2 separate regions of the Sus scrofa genome follow, and region 2 is linked to region 1. A link is a contact called in public Hi-C data. All regions are on one chromosome and are shown on one strand. Each heading gives the region's core, a stretch centred on a gene start, on an enhancer-like site or on the middle of the called end of the contact. The rest is flanking DNA. Distances are from core to core; before and after follow the strand shown.

Region 1 (5,263 bases), core at 1,875-4,374:
GAGAAGTCGCTTGTACAAATAATATTATTCTGGGAAACCACGCACTGTTGGCGGCAGGAGAGTGGAGAGAGACCGAAAGAGATGATGCTCTCACTAGACACTTATCCACCTGTCTAGACATTCATTCCACATTTAAATATTTAGCATTTTCAGGAGCGTATGAATACAAGAAAATTTATTGCATTACGGTAGGCTTTAGATATTTGACATGTAGCTGGTATTTTCACAGTGTGAGAAATATCAAGCTGACATTATGCTTCCTCTGTGATGATTACTTGCAAATGTCAGAGAGGAGACCCTTATTCGTGGGACATCAGGGCCCTAGGATAGTGTCAATTTAAAAGACAGTCACATCGACTCCTTTTTTAATTTAAACATGCTAAATGGAGTATGGAAAGCAGGTTAGGAAATCAAAGAAGAAAGGAAGCGCAAAGAAGAAACCTATTGACAAGGAGATTTTTAAATAGAGCGATGTACTCTTACATCAATTTCATGGACACCTTGCTGACATCCCATATTTCTGACAGCTGTAGTCTTACTGTTCCTATTTCTTCACTCCTATCACTCGTACTGAATTGGGGAAATGAACAATAAGATATGGACCATTCAATTTTTTTGCACATTATCTTTAATAAGTTAAACACCTAAATTAATATTTTCCTACCACTTTTCATACTACCTTTGGACTTCAAGCTTAACTCAAAGAGAATTTAATGATACTTTACATTAAAAACGTATGCTTTCGTCCACCATACTCTTTAGCAGCTAGTTATGAACAGAGTGAACTGCTGCTATTTTGGAAATCACTCAAAGGAGTGATTGTTATTATTACTGTTAAACACATTGGCCACATCAGAGATAATTATGCATTGAAATAAACTTTTGTCCTTCCAGTTATGTACACAGCAATGCTCTTAATTACTTGGGGTCACTGAAACCCCATGGCATCCTCTGAAAAGCATTTCTCCTGCAGTTTATCTTGTGAGATTTCCTTTCTGTTCTTGGTAGCCAGTATCTTTTCCTTTTGAAAATCCTTTTTTTTTTTTAGCAACAATGGGAATGATGTTAATGATAGTATTGTGGCCACGCTTGGCCCTGAGGGGCTCCTGGGCACAAAAGCCTTTCTGTGCTGCCCACTTCTTGAAGAAATGGGCCTCACTCAGCCTCAGGGACCTCCCTGAGTTCCAAGGGGCAGGTTCAGACAGATGCTGATCAGGGAAGGGAGGGGATGCAAAGACAAGGGGGGAACGGTCGAGCAACAATAGTACAGCCTTGGGGCAGGATCCTGGTTCCCACGTAATAATACAGGCATCGTATACACTTAAGAGAAAAGGTATATTCCTTACGCTTCTTTTAGAAATGAATGCTTCAAAACTGAGCAGCTTGGAGCCCTTCCTTGTGCTTCTCCCTAGTTGGATTACATCCTAAACAGTTACCTGTGAGTGAAAGATTAGTACAATTGCCTGTGGGTTAAAGATTAGTAGTAGCACGTGGTGTTTTTCAGGAACTTTCCTAGTTTGTTCTAATCTCTGATCAATTAGCGCTTTCCAAGTACGACTATTCTGGGCAGTAACCCAGAAGACCTCTACCAGGGTCATGCCCAGATCTCCTGATGCCAGCTTTGATGACTAAGACTCCCCCAAAGAAAGAAGAATGCAGGTCTCTCCCAATCCTGGTTCCTCTCTGAAACCCTCTTTTTCTCCTTTTAGTCTATGAAACTCCCTGCAAGTCTTCCCCAAGGGAGAGCACAGTCTTTACGGCATCAGCCTGCTGTGACCTCCTTTGCCAGGCAAAACAATAAAGGCTACTTTTTTCTCCTTCACCCAAAACTTGGTCTCCACGTTTCAATTTGGCACTGGTGGATAGAGGCTGAGTTTTGGCAACGGTAATATGAATTCAGTTTTAAAATCAGCCCCATTTGTTCTGACTCCTGTAGGTCAATCACAGGAGTCCCAGGTAGCCATCCAATGTCCCGGATTTATCTCCCCAAATGTTATTTTTGATATAAACAAAAACTGTGGGACCTTCATGCAAGAGACCAGCTACTTGTGCAAAATTTTCAATTGTTACTTGAAAAACAAAAGGACAAACCAAACATGCTGACAGACAGAACTAATACATAGAATCACTGTAATCTTGTTCATGAAATCAAAGATGAACCAGAATGCACTGATAATTGTTACCCCATTAGTGTTGCTCAAACTCTTAAATTCAAGATCTGAGTTCAAGGATGGGCATTTCATTACTAAGCTTCAAGAATCACACTGTTTTGTATGCATGGAATATCATAAACTAATACCGAAAAACTGACGTTTGTTACATTACATACTTGATTGTAACCATAAAAGCCCAGGGGTCCCACTGGCGATTTCAGCAGGGCTGTCCCCTGCGGAGGCAGGAGACAAATGGAATGTTATGATGTTGCTCCCTGAACCTGGGCGCATAGCTCCTGGCAAGGTTCTGCCCCCCACCCCTCACCCAAGTAACATCCTTAGAAGGCCAGGGCTTGGCAGGTCCAACCCTCCCCCTTGCATCCCTTAAGAGAAAGAAGTCCCAAGAGTCCCGTCCTGGTCCACAGCCAGTTACAGCTCAGCATCTGGAGGTTCTTATGTCCAGGACGGTTTCCAGGTGTCCTGGGTCCAGGTGTCCTCATCCCACTTTCCACGAGGGCGAAAAAAATGTTTTGTTAACTGCAGTATCCCAACACCGAGTTCAATTCTGAGCCAGACAAGGGCTAACCTCTTCTCGTCACTTCGCTGCTTGTTTTTCTTCCTGACCCTAAGTTCCTTTCAAGGCCAAGTCTGGGCGGGAATGGCCAGGGTTCAAGGCCTGGGCTAAAGAGAGAATTTCGGGCTTGACTGGGAGGCCTCCTGCTGTAAGGAAAGCAACGGGCGAGCCTTTGGCCGTCACCCTGCCGGGGACCCCAGCCTTCCTGGACCCCAGCCTTCACCCTCGGAGAAGAGCCCCCCACAGGGCGTGACCCTCGGGTAGGGAACTGGGAGCAGGAGCTTGTGGGCGGGACTTCTGCCGGCCTCCCGCCCATCGCGCGCTGCGGAGACGCGGGGCGCCCCCCGGTGGCCACCTGACGCGGTGCTCGGCGGGCGGGGGCGGGGCCTGCGGCGGAAGGGGAGGAGCTGAGGCGGCGACGTGGCGCAGGCGCGACGCGGCCATGGCGGAGCGTGTGCGGGAGGAGCTCTCGGCTCTGGCCGCGATCTTCTGCGGGCCGGGCGAGTGGGAAGTACTGAGTCGCTCAGGTGACTATCCCCGCGCCAGAGGGACCGGGCGCCCTCTCCTCCTACCACCGAGGCGGGGTTCCCTGCTCTGGGCACACACTCGGGGACCCGGGTAGTTGAAGACGGAGTGAGGGGTCCCTGCCTCCCGCGCCCTTTGACCCACTCGTCGCCCCGATGCCTATCCCCCTCCCCCCGCCCGCAACTCGCCTGTGTGCCCCCCTTTCCAACTCACTGAGCGCTTCTCCCTACCAGCCAGCTGGAAAGCGCTCCCTCATCCTTTTCCTGCCTATCCTGTACCTATTCTGCAGATCTCACCTTAAAATGTGGCCTCTCCTGACACCCGTAGTTTAAATCCAGCTTCCCGAGGTTACATTATGTCCTTTGTAAGCACTATGCATTGTGCTCTTCAGAGCAGCCACCACAGTTTTAACTAGATGGGCTTTTGGTTGTCTCAAGTGGCGAGAGGGCAGAGACCCAGTCTCTTTTGCACCTAGGACAGTGCCAGGCACATGGTAGGTGTTCAGTAAATGTTTGTTGAATGACTTTTTGAGTTCGACCAGTGCTCAGTCAGACTCTTTTCTCAGTCACGTTTCCAGGTTGACTGCTTTTCTCAAGCTGTTTCTAGTCCGCGGAAAGGTGGTTGCCAGTTGCAAGCTTTTGGGGGCGTATTAATCATTTGACTCACATTTACTGAGACGTTGACAAGGTTTCAGAGACACTGCCCGTGTCCTCAAGGAGCTTACGGTCTAGAAAGGTTCTTCAGGCTATGTTTTGATGACAGTTAAGAGTTACGCCCTGTGGCTGCTATTAAGTTAAAACCCAAACTGCAGTTTATGAAAAAGTGCAGGGATGCAGAAGATTTTCAGTTTTCATTTAGTCTTCAGATACATTATGTAAAGTTTTTGGCATGGGATTTAAACTTCTGTTGTTTCAGCTACTATTACAATTGTCTTTCTGATCATAAATTGGTTGACCTTTAGGAAGGTAGCCTAAAATGTGCCGGTGTTGTGAGAAAGCCTTCGAGGGTTAGGATCTGTTCCTGGTGTCCATGTGGTGTGTTATTCACACATAGAGCAGGAGTTGGCTCCTTTTAATTTATTCTCTCTTGATCACCCATTTACAACGGTCACTGAGCACTCTTATGTTCTGAGCACTGTGAACCAATTGGTGTAATGTAGCTTCTTTCTATCTTTTTTTTTTTTTTTTGCTTTTTAAGGGCTGCACCTGTGGCATATGGAAGTTCCCAGGCTAAGGGTCGTATATCGAAGCTGCAGCCACAGCAATGCTAGATGAGCCTCATCTTCGACCTACACCACAGCTCACTACAACGCTGGATCCTTAACCCATTGATCCAGGCCAGGGATCAAACCCGCATCCTCATGGATACTAGTCAGGTTCCTAACCTGCTAAGACACAACAGGAACCCCAATGAAGCTGCTTGCTTTTTAGTGCCTAGGCTGCTGTATAGCTTCCAGAAATTGTTGTTTAAAATCCATATGAAAGGATTTACTCATCTTAATATTTTCTTGTCACCCCTCTTCTGACTGGATAGCATATATAATTCTTCATCATCTTATTTACCGTCTCTACTGCTGTCTTTATTGATAATTACTTCTGCCAGAGGCAGGCCAGTTGAAGTGATCATCAGTTTTCTTAAATTCCTTTATCTGGCTCAGCTGGGAGGGAACCTGTGCTGGAAAAGTGAGCCTGTGACTTCCCATTAGACCTGAAAGGATGGCGTGGTAGTGGCCTGGTCATGAGTGCATGGTTGAGCTGCTGACAGGTCAGAGAAAAGCCAAAAAAATGAACGTAGAAAGGAGAGCAGTTTTTTTTAATATGAAGAACACTGTGGACCCTTTATCTGCTGTTAAATTGAGCATGACTTTCAAGCCATGCCTCTTAATTAATTTAATTCAGTGTTCTGGCATCAATAAGTAATTGAATTATAAAGGAATTCAGTGTAACAACTTGGGGCATTTTGTTGCTGAAAGGTTCATTGGAGGATAGAACAATTCAGTGATTGAAATAGG
Region 2 (5,619 bases), core at 1,590-4,089, 140 kb before region 1:
GTGGCTGTGGCTGTAGGATGGCAGATGTAGGTCATACTGCAGTGTAGGCCGGCAGCGGTAGCTCTGATTGGACCCCTTGCCTGGGAACTTCCATATGCCACAGTGCAGCCCTAAAAAAGACAAAAAAAAAAAAAAAAAAGATTAAATGCTTTTCGGTATTCAAGGTAAACACTGAAAATGCCTTCTTCGTCCTCCCAAGCGTTGGGCATGAACTATTAAACTATTCCTCTGACTCCAAGACTCTCTCTGACTTGGACGACTCTTTGAGGTCCCTGATCTCTCCGTATTCTGAATGGTTTGAATGGCAGAGGGCACCACTCGCCAGGCAAATTCTCAATCTTCGTTTTCATTCCCAGTCCATCAAACCTAATAATGTGCAAGCAAATGGCTCTAACATCCATCCATCCAACCATCCATCCATTTTTTTCAAGCCTGAAACCTGGACATCATTTTTGAGCCTGCCTTTCCCTCACCCTTCCCTTTCAATCCACAAGGCCAGTGATTTTTATATCCTAAATCTCATTTAAATGCATATATTTCTCTCCATCCCGACATTCATCATCCCCAGTCAGGCTGTCATCATCTGTCATGTGAATTAGTCAAAAGGCTCCCACTTGTCTCGCTACCTCAGTCTCTGTCAAGACATTCTCTTGGCAATGCAGGCTGAATGATCTTTGTGAAAGCTCAGATGGAACTGGGTCACTTTCCACTTAAAAATACTTTAAAAGATTCCTTTGCTACCAGGACTATCAGTGGTCACCATTTATTAAACGCTTTAACCATATACCAAGCAATCTGCTTCCCCCCTGGTTGGCATGGTGGGTTAAGGACCTGACATTACCACAGCTGTGGCATAGCCTGCAGCTGTGGCTGGGAATCAATCCCTGGCCTGGGAACTTCTATATGCTGTGGGTACAGCCAAAAAAGAAAAACCAAACCAAAAAAAAAAACCCGCTTTATTTTTACTTTTTTTCCCTTTTTACAGCTGCACTTGTGGCATATGGAAGCTCCTGGGCAGGGGTCAAATCAGAGCTACAGCTGCTGGCCTACACCACAGCAACACCAGATCTGAGCCACATCTGTGACCTGGCAGCATCCTGTGGTAACACCAGATCCTTAACCCACTGAGTGAGGCCAGGGATCGAACCCATATCCTCACAGAGACCATGTCAGGTTCATAACCCACTGAGAAACAACAAGAACTCCAGCCACTTTAAATACTACCATACCTAGTCTCTCCTCACCTTGTCCCAGCCCGCATTTTTCCAGGTGGAACCAGAACGAGGCTCAACGAGGTTAACTAATTTGCCCAAGATCACCAAATTAGTTAAGCAGCAGAAATGTGATTCAACCAACATGATGTCAATTGAGGGGCATGTGGTCCTACCCCCTGCATGGTAGGAATCAGCAGAGTAGTGCCAATAGCTTCACAGAGCAGGTTTAAAACACATTTCAGGACCTGCACTGGGCTTACGGCCCCCCCATCAAACTCAGTGAAAGAGTGCTGTCCTACCTCTGGCCGTTCCTTCCACACCCTCCCAGCCCTCAAAGCCTCAGCTCCTCCCTGTCTGGCATATTCTTAGTCATCTTTCAAGTCTCTGTTTAGGCATCACTTCTTCCTGGAAGCTTCCCACTTGCGTTCAGATAAAGTGGGGTCCAGCCTGAACATCCATGGCCGTTTGCTCTTCCCAGGTTAAAGCACTTATCTCATTGTGGCAAGTATCCATCTGGTTTTTTGTTTTCTGTTAGCTTTTCTATACTATCCACTGCATTCACTGTGTACCTTTCACACTGCTTGGGCCAATTCAACACGCAATGGCAAGTAGCGTTGGTCGGTTTTATTACGTCCAGGGCTTAGCTTAGTGCCTGGCCTCTCCCATGGCTTATTAAGTGAATGAAGGCATTCATTATACTTGAACATAGGTTTAGAACATTTGCTCCTCAAAATTATTCTATCTGGATGCAATCGCCTGGCATTTCGAAATGTACTCCGTATGAGCAGGAACGGCTCGGTCAGAGCTGTCCATTAAAGGTGTAAGCCCCTACAGAGGGAGCGCACTCCTTTTGGATTCTATTACCCGATTCCACAGGTTTGTTGTTCATTCTCTGACACAAGAGCCTACGTGAGTGTTGTTCTCCTGTTAGCAGTTAATTGTTTTTAATCCTCGCGGATTGTGTATATGTACATTTATAAATGTGGCCATTTGCTTTGTCTCTTCTATCATGTAGTATTTGTGACTCCTCAACTAAATCCTAAATGCCTGGATTAATAATGCAAAACAGCAATTTTTATTCAAGGAAATTGCATGTTAGCATCAGCAAGCTTTTGCGTCCCCTGTGTTCACTAGTTTGTTAGAAAAATATACGCTACAGAGAAGCTTAATTACAGGCAAGTGTAAATTACTCATTTGTCATTAAAGACGCGGCCTGGGCCGCGTTGGCAGACCAGCATTTTGCCCAGGCTGGGCAGACCCGCCCCGTGCACGCAGAAAAACTACAAATCTCAGCATGCAATGCTGCACAAAGTGCTAGGGGCCCGGCGAAGAGCGCCGCGGGGCATTCTGGGGTTTGTAGTGCCAAACTCGAGCCCTCCAGTCGCCGCGCGGATACTCACCAGACCCAGCGACCACCAAGAGGCTGAGAGACCGCCGAGGCACAGCGGCGCGGGGACGCAGGACTACCCACAGCCGCACTGCCAGCAGCACGGCCAGGGCTGCCCCCGCCGCGGCGAGGATAAGGGCGCCACCCATTCAAACAGAAGACGCATGCGTGCTACCCGCAGGCGCCGGCCGCCCAGGAGCGGTCAAAGTTCGATCTACGGGCGCTGCGGAGACTCAAACTCGGAGCGTGCGCGTCCTGGTGGGCGGGGCTTGCTTGCGGTGGGAGGAGTTTAGGGCCAGATGCGGAAGCCCGCACGGGAAGGTTCCGCCCGCGGTCCTGCGGCACTCGGCGCACCTGCTCCCCGCGCGGGTGCTGGAGTTAAAGCGCTGGAGAAACTGGATTTCCGCCAGTGAGGAGGTCACCTGTGCGCCCTAAAGGCCCGGAGTTCCCAAGTTAGCAGGTGTTCCAGCTCCGCCAACTTTGTGAATTTCACCAGAGGTCAATGGCATATATGTATTTTAAATATATATATATATAATTTCACCTGGGATCAGTGGCATACATATCTATTTTGAATGCCAAGGGAAATGTTTCCATTGCACTTGCAGACGTTACTGAAAATGTTTGCCAGTAAAAGGTGCCTTGGTACAAAAAACCGAAATTAGGGTCCTCATCCAAACTGGATGTTTTCCCAACACTCATGTTTTTAACTTTTCTAGGTGTTTTCGCAGATCAGAACAGGCTAGCTGAGAGTGATCACCTCAAATTATGCCAGGATCCGAAGGGGAAGGGAAGCCCAGTGGCTCAAAGAAGTGAGATAGAGAAGGTGTCATCTCATATTTATCCAGTTGACTTTATCACAAAGGAAATGCTTCCCCCAATCCCAGTTCTGCTCGTTTTTATGTTTACTCAATCCACATTGCAGAAATATAAGACTACTGAGATTAGAGAAGCCCCTTCATCCCAAGTGTAATTTGCTTTCAGTCCCCTCTAGACCTGCAAGTTAGAGAGGACAAGTACACAGATGAGTCAACCAGTCCAGAATGGTGAAACAGCTTGCCCAAGTGAAATAGTGGCAGATCTAGGTTTAGAAACTAGAAATCCTAACTCCTGCTGCATGAGAGTGTTACATTGTGTATTCCTTTGATCAATTCAATTGCTTGGTTATCTCAGTTTAGAGCCTAGAATGTGGGGTGTTTTGTGTTGTGTTGTCTTCAATGGAGCCACTGAATCAGAATGTCCAGGTGAGAGACCTGGGATCAGCTCCTCTAACCAATGTGTTAATTTCTACCAGCAGGCAATGTTGGGAAACTGTCAGGGACTTTGTAGGGTCATTTTCTGACTAAGGGTCCTCACAGCACTTCTTATATTCAGTCTTCCATCAAATCTTCCTAACCATCCATCCTAATAATAAGGCCCCAAGGTGAATACTACTCCCCTCTTTATAAAGAATTCTTTAAAAGTTCAATGATTTGCCTACAATTACGTAGCTTTTAATTGTGGGCTTAGAAGCCAATGCCTCTCAAAGTTTGATGGAATCAAACAAACTCATAGTTGGAAGTCCAGAGGTAGGGCCTCTGCCACAGTATGAAAAACAGCTTAAGAACCTTACAAAGGATGTAGTTTTCTTTCATCAGTCCCTCTGCCATTCCTAGCAATGACATACACCTGGGACTCTCTCCCCTCCTAGTTAAAGGAAGACATTGGTGGTGTTAGAAATTACATCTAGGCAGAGTAGTCTCCAGAGTTCAAGAGGGTATCTTGTCATTGGGGGGTTTTTTTTTTGTTGTTTTTTTTAAGGGTGAGGAACCCTTTCCAGAACCTCTCACAGCAGACTTTTACTCCTTCTGGCCACATCGCTATCACTTGCTCACACACACGTACAAGGAAGGAGACCACAAAGCTGGCTGGGGTAGGGTGGAGATGACACACACGACGCACCTGTGGTATCTGGCTCTTTGCTGGAGGGTGGGTACTGAACCAATGGGCCTTGTCTTGGAAAGGAGGAAGTTAGAGGAGGGTGGAGCCCTGAGATGATTGTAGGATCAGCATAAAAGTGTTTGGCTGGCTGCGAAGATAATGTGAGACGGTGTTGTAAACAGTCACAGGCAAGGGAGCTCTTGGGTGTATTAATAATGTCCAGGCCCCAGAAGACACCCCCCCCTCCAATACTTATCCCCTCCCTACTATCATAACCCACACGTGTATGAAAAATCAGTTTGCCCATACTTGGCGTGGGGCTGGAATGAATGAGGGTGATGGAGCATTTAGGGGCTGCCAGTCATTTGGAGAATCAGAGGGTGGAGCAGCAGACCTTGTTTGGAGTTGCTGGTTGTGTTATTTTGAGTTAAGGCTAGGGTCACACTCTTCAGTGTTCCTGACAAGGAAGTCGAGCCCTGCAGGGAGGAGCTGGGTGGCAGGCAGAGACAGGAAGAAAGTTGCAAACTCCTGAACAAAGTACATGTCTGCCAGGTGAGCTGAGTCCTGGGCTATGACAGGGGCATGGAGCTTCGATAATCAAGAGGTCAAGAAGCTGTGCTGGATTAAGCAGAAAAGGCTGGGCCTAGCGGGAGGAAGCAACAACTCAAATCTCCCTTGGGGCAGTAAGTTGCCCTGCCGATGCAGATAACAGGTGTGCCGAGGTAAATTGTAGTGCTGCGAAAAGCATAAAAATGTATTGATTGATTAGCTGAATAATAATATTGAGCCATAACCAATCGTAAAGTCTTCTTGGGATGTGATTTTTATTATCTTTTAAAATCTGTTTTTGAAAGTTTCTGTGACAACGATCTCTTATTCATGAATATTTTAAAAATTAAGATTATTTTGCACTAGTGAGTAGAACTGTACTTGTTAATTTATTTAACATGCTTAATGAGCACCAGCTATGTGCTAGATTTAGGCACAAGGGATCTCATAGGAGTAGGATAGAAGTCCGGACAAGGACCTTAGACTAGGAAGGTGACAGTGAGAGGTAGAAGAAGGAAGATTTGAGATACAGTTGATGGATAGAGTCAG

Evidence for each region. Hi-C and Micro-C count contacts between places; a contact is called where the count stands out from the background.
Region 2: a contact with region 1 is called in a Hi-C map of skeletal muscle, with 6 times the contacts expected there. The contact joins the promoter of ALG14 here to the promoter of RWDD3 in region 1. A contact is called at or near these places in 1 of 5 promoter capture datasets (liver), 11 of 47 Hi-C or Micro-C datasets (embryonic fibroblasts, fetal heart ventricle, heart right ventricle and 4 more) and 2 of 2 datasets of contacts at active chromatin or transcription factors (alveolar macrophages and skeletal muscle).

Annotation. Positions count from the first base shown.
Region 1 is chr4:122,201,007-122,206,269 of Sscrofa11.1, reverse strand. RWDD3 (RWD domain-containing protein 3) reads left to right here and starts at 3,124. Exons shown (of 4, transcript XM_013988180.2): 1 at 3,124-3,254. The coding sequence starts at 3,170.
Region 2 is chr4:122,340,586-122,346,204 of Sscrofa11.1, reverse strand. ALG14 (UDP-N-acetylglucosamine transferase subunit ALG14 homolog) reads right to left here and starts at 2,839. Exons shown (of 6, transcript XR_001303466.2): 1 at 2,615-2,839. It overlaps TMEM56 (transmembrane protein 56), which reads left to right and starts at 5,018. Exons shown (of 11, transcript XM_021090165.1): 1 at 5,018-5,243.